Regions from separate parts of the Anas platyrhynchos genome. Here region 2 is linked to region 1. A link is a contact called in public Hi-C data. All regions are on one chromosome and are shown on one strand. Each heading gives the region's core, a stretch centred on a gene start, on an enhancer-like site or on the middle of the called end of the contact. The rest is flanking DNA. Distances are from core to core; before and after follow the strand shown.

Region 1 (2,913 bases), core at 101-2,600:
TGGTAAGTGCTGAAGTAAGAAGTGTGTTTCAATTTCCTCTGCATTATATTATTGTCTGTTCTCTTTCCCTGTAGTGTAATGGGCTGCTCTTTTGATTTTCTCTGACATCTCATGTGTTATAGAACACAGTTTGTTTCTTTCATACCTGCAAAGCAGCCAGCTTTCCCACTCGAGTATTCTTTCTCTTACCAGTTTCCTAAAATACAGTAAGAACACTGTGGTACCTGGAAGATGGTGGGAAAACAGATGTTACAGGAACATGTGCCACCTGATTAGGTAGGCACACGGCATCCTGAGAAAGAGATAAGTTACCAAACTTTTGGACACGGTGACTTTATACACCTGATCCATCTCAAACATTTTCAGAACATCTTTTCTTAGACACCATGAATTAAAAAATGAACAACTCCTTCCAATTAATTCAAATGTTGTTCTACAAGCCAGGTTTTAACCTTAGGAACCTAATTATGTTCTGAAAGCAAGGACTATTCTAGTAGAAAGCTTGGTAGACCCAGAGTACTGTGTTACTTACAGTCAGTAGAATAAGTTATGAATTATGATTGCATTAGTTGTAACATGTATATCTACTCAGAAAAAAAAAAAAAAAAGTTGAAAGTCATATAATGGGCACAGAAAGAAAAGTATAGTAACTTTTATTTGTTTCAGGTCAGCGTACTAGTGTTAGACCTTACACTTGGCTTGCACAGAGCCAGTGCACCGGAGACTTGTTTGGGTGCGTTGTAAAACCAGGCACATAACTGGAGGGGAAGCTAAGGTAAAAGAGAAATGTTTTGAAACATCGTGCAGTTGTCTGCTAGCTGTTGGAAAGCAGTTTTCGTTGACATCAGTTGACAGGATTTCAAATCAGTTCTAATGCATCTTGAGTGTGCATGTGTGACATATGGCTGCTGTGGACTGGTGGCAGTAAATGCCCTGAGAGAATCTCACTTGTTTCCCTCTCCAGAGGTGGTGTTTCACCTGGCTGCTGGAAGCAGTTAGTCTTTTAGGGTGCCTTGGATGTAATCACATGCAGAGACATACTGGAACATCATCTTGAAAATGTTAGTTTCTTTTTATTAATGAGTTTGTTGCACTCTGACACCTGAAAGAGTTCCAGATGTAGAAATCCACCATTTGCCAGAGAAGAATGGCCTCTACGTGCAAGCAATGATCATACAGGTACAGAGCCTTATTGCACTTAGGCTGTCTGGAGGTGCAGTTACATGCTTTTGTTTCCCTCTGTTCTTTAAAACCATTATTCTTGCCCCCGCAGCTCTCACAGCTGCAGAGTACATCACCAAGACTCTTTTCATAGCAGAGCAGACAAGTAATACTTCCGTCTTGCACATGTGGCTTTGTCTAATAGGACGTCATCTGGATGTCATCCAGCTTTGGTTTTGCGGATGTGCAGGCACACAGTGAGTGGAATTTGAGCTTCCAACTACTTTTGATTGAAAAACAGCTTTGATTCATCACTGGAAGAGACTTTTGGAAATGAATCTTAGGAAATAGGAAGCAAATCAGCCGTTTCTAGAACTTGACCACAGTGAGCCCTGGGTTGCTCATGGTCCAGTGTTATCGTGTTGTGATCAAGTTTTTGGCTGAAGGCATTATAAGGCAATACAGCTCCTGAGGAAGTTGTGGAGTATACCTTGGTTTACTGGAATTTCATTTGGGAACCAGTAATCTCAACCATACTGGACTAGCTCGTAAGATGGGATGATTTGGTGAAGAGTGGTCATTCAGAGATGAACATATAGACAGACAAAACTCTTTCCCATTTAATAGAGTTTCCTGAACAAGGGCACATTTATAGAATAACTTTTCCTTTAGTCATTTGCAAATTATGTACTTTTGCTTGCAAAACAGTTGCCCTTAAAAAAAATAGCAGTTTATTTTTTTAAACTTTTGTGGAAGAGATGAAAACCGCTCCCAGAAACTTCCTTAATGCTTGAGAAGATTTACTTCTTTGGTCTTCAAACAAGGGACAGTTTCACTGGGGTGCCAGCTGGTGATTACCCTGGTTTTTCATCTGCAGAGTAAGTGGCCTGAGTCTTTTTGTTGTAAGCTGGCATGACAGAAACAACCACAAAGACCGGTTTCCTTACTTAATGGCTGTCACTTGCAGCATTTCATTACAGGGAAAAATAAAACCTTGTATTGCATGGTGAGTCTTATACAAGCATCAGAAGTACGATAGCGTTTCTTTTTGAACCAATGTTTCTTAGTATTGCTGATTTCCTTCTTGGGCAGGTAGCCTATGCACGTGGCAGAAGATGTAGCTGATAAAATCACAGGATTTTGGGCCTGTGCAAGCCAAATGAAAACTGCTAAAAGAATGCAGCTATATTTGACTGAGCAATGTGAAACATTGTTCCAGGAATTGTTTTGGGTTTGATGCTGCCATCTTTGTGGCATTACTTGCTATACAAAATACCACCCTGCATATATAAAGTTGACAGGTTCAGAATCCATGGGATAAATTGCCTCCTACTCCAGCCAACTCTCGGCTGTGGCTTGCAGGAGTTGCCATCTCTCTAACAGTAATTTTAGATGCAGTGAGAGCTCTTCTGACTGATGTGTCTGAAGTAGCTGACAGCATGAAAGGCAAAGTGATCTAGTTATCTAATGAATGTATCATTACATAATGATACATTCCATATTAATCTCCCTTTATCACCCAGAATTGTCTCTCAGGATCCTTCAGATTATAGGTACAGTTGTTAATAACTTTGGCACATCTATTCTAATTATATGGGTTTGTTTGTTTTATTTTATTTTGCCAGAAACCAAAGAAATTCAGGGATTACTCAGTGAGCAACTGTCAGGAGTGAAAAGAAAAGTTGCCAACTGAAAGTTTGTAATAAAGGAATAATGGGATTTGATGATAGAGACAGTGGTTATTTAGAGAAT
Region 2 (2,932 bases), core at 155-2,654, 380 kb after region 1:
CAGCTCTATCACCAGCGAGATCTTCTTTCAGTCCCATGCTAGTCATTAAATAGCCATCTAACACCACCTGCTGGATTGTGAAGAAAAAAATTATACCAGCAACTTGCTGCCAGGGAGAAAGAAAGCAAAACATGAAGGTGCCTGGGGCTTGGCTTTGACTGGGGTCCCCACATCAACCCCACCCCACACCTTATTTTTTCTTTCCTCTTTTTGAAAGGCAAATCTGGGCTGCTGGCATTAATAGGCAACCGCAGGCAAAGACAAAAAGTCCTCTGCTCTGGATTGTACAAATTGTACAGGGGCTGTACCATACAATTATGCTTCAAGACAACTGCTGATCTGTAGTCCCGCTTTACCCCTTCCCGATTAAATAAAAAGAAAGTAACAGCAGAAAAAGAAGCTACCCTGAAAGCAAGCCTTCTGCAAACTCAGAATGCAATTTAAAAGGAGGAGCGCAGAAGGAGCTGGCACTCCGTTGAAAATCCAGGGCCTCAGCATGAGTCAGAAGCTGGGGATGCGGAGCCTGTGCAGTGAGAGGAAGCAGCCATTACTTAGCACAGACATCAATTCTTGGTTTCTTGCATCCTCTACAAAGGGTGAAGCACCAGTTATGTCACCAGCACGCAAACATGTATTTTTCACAGACTGCCAGGGATATTTTTAGCACCTAATTAGGCAGCTGCCACTGCTGCAAGAGGATAGCTTTTAATTGCTTATTTATGGCAGGAGACTGCACCCCCCTTTCTTGTTTCTTCAGGTCAAATTTATTTCACACATCACCTAGCTCCTCACAATACTGGATGGAGTGGCTAAGCTTTCTTCTTTCACCAAGGTGAAACACCAGCTTGGCTGAAATTAAATTGGATACAAAGCGTTCTGGAGGTTTGGAGTTTCCTACTTCCCACTCCTTTCCTCTCCCCACTGTTTTCCTATTTTCATGCTTAAATTAAGGATGAATCACGTTGAGCAGTTATTAGACATCAGGTAAGGTAAGGTCCTCATTGAGTCAGCAAGACGTGGTGGTAAAGGACAAATTATCCTTATTGAATCCTTACTCTATCAAGTCACTGAAAGTAATGCCAGGATTTTACCCTGGGTAGCTACCAACGCATCTCTTCCCTTATTCGAGTTTTCCTAAGCTCCAGGCTTTCTGGAAGCACCCAGATTTCAGCAAAGCAAATCTCGCAGCACTAACTCTGCGGGTTCAGATAATGCTGTAAAAGCTCCAAGGAGCTCTGACTCACAGGATCCCCACAGCAGTAAGGGGAAATAAAGGTCATGCCTCATGCATCAGTGCTGCCCAGAGTGGAAGCTTACCTTCTGTGACAGAGGCAAGTATGATGGTGAGATGAATTTGCTGATGCATTCCCAGGAGAGGGAGGGTAGGGTTTTGTGGCACTGTACAAGGCACTGGTAAGGCTGCCTCAGAAATGCTGCATGCAGCTCTGCTCACCAAGTTCAAGAGAGATGAATTTCAACTGGAGTCAGCACAGAAAAGGGCTCTAGGATGAACACAGCACAGAAAACCTACTGCATGAAAGGGGTGGGAAGCAACGCCAAATCTTTCCTTGGGTAGCCAGCAAAATTAAGGCTGGGACTGCAGTTTCAGGGTGTTTTATCTGCAGCAGCTTACTACCAGAAGGGCAGTCCTGCTCACCCCCATCCCACATTCTGGCCACCTCCTTTATATCGGAGGAGTGCAGTCAGGAGCTGGTGCAGCTCACCCTGCTGCTGCAGCACGGCTGGATTTGACAAAGGGAACAGCAGGACTGCGCAGCTAAGGGGAAAGCAAGCCTCTCCTCTTTCAGCAGAAGCAGAGCGTAAAACTGTCTTAAGAGGGCAATTTATGAAGTGCTGCTAAGTACAGCAGTTGCAAAAAAAAACACAGAAATGGCAAATAACAAAAGAAGAGACAAGTAATTTCAGCTAGGGGACAATGCCAGCCCAAGAATAAATCATTATAAATTGCCCATAAACACATTTGCGCTGGAAATAAGCTTTCTAAACATCAGCCTTCTCACTGGGCTGCTGGAAACAAAGCCTCAATTAATATGCCAATAAAATCTTGATCAGTTTATAAAATGGATTGTTTTCCTTCCAATGGCAGGGGACAGAGCAGGCACCTGAAGGCTCCTTCCAATCCTACATTCCTAGCTTGATTTTTTTTTTAAATCAGTCTTTCCAACTGAAAAAATATTGAAAACATTTAAAGGGCTCCATTAACTACGTTTTTTGCTGTGAGCAACATCAGAGGAAAAAAAAAAAAGCTCTAAGCAATTCAAACTGCAGATTCAAATAAATCCAGACAAAGCATTTTATTGCTTGCTAACCGAATATATCAGAAGCAGCGTGTCCCTTCTGGAGATTTGTCTTTTTCAGGGCAAAATTGGCTCAACTGACCAACATATGTTACAGAAATTGATTTATTTTTTTTTGGTCTGGTTATTTGCTTGTGCAGAGAGGATCTTTTATAGCAGGGGACAGCAAAGACCCGAGGACATTAAAACGCATCAGATCCGGAACACAACCAGCTTCCTGACTGCGAGCTACTCTTATGGAAAGAGTTATAGACACAGATCATCTGCAGACATGCATAGAGCTTATCCCACGGCTAAAATTCATTAGCCTAGAGACACTGCAGGGTTTTAAAGGAAGATGTTCAGCTGGTGAAACCCATTCCACAGGCACGGTGACATTTCACGGTGACTGAAAACCTGCCCCTGGACAATTTGGTTCCCTGATGCCTGACCACAAGCAGCCAGCTCAGCCCTTCAGCCTGCCGCGTTACAGCCACCTTGTACAGAGCAGGCCTGTCCCAGAGCAGCGCTCCCTTAGACTAAGCACTCTTCTGCATTAACAAACATGCTGCCTCCCATGCACTTCAGCATTTAGGAAAGGGAAGGAAAAGTATCACTATGTAACCATGTAACTC

What was found. Hi-C and Micro-C count contacts between places; a contact is called where the count stands out from the background.
Region 2: a Hi-C map of F1 follicle shows a contact between it and region 1, with 3 times the contacts expected there. The contact joins two enhancer-like sites. A contact is called at or near these places in 6 of 8 Hi-C or Micro-C datasets (F1 follicle, liver, skeletal muscle and 2 more).

The regions. Positions count from the first base shown.
Region 1 is chr1:88,185,046-88,187,958 of IASCAAS_PekinDuck_T2T, forward strand. The region is part of intron 1 of NME7 (NME/NM23 family member 7); the gene reads left to right. Among named protein-coding and RNA genes, the nearest start is that of BLZF1, 3.1 kb to the left of the region's middle. Within about 2 kb of position 1,351, at least 2 of the 8 cell types and tissues checked have an H3K27ac peak or open chromatin away from gene starts, as enhancers often do.
Region 2 is chr1:88,564,072-88,567,003 of IASCAAS_PekinDuck_T2T, forward strand. No RefSeq gene overlaps it. Among named protein-coding and RNA genes, the nearest start is that of TBX19, 26 kb to the right of the region's middle. Within about 2 kb of position 1,405, at least 2 of the 8 cell types and tissues checked have an H3K27ac peak or open chromatin away from gene starts, as enhancers often do.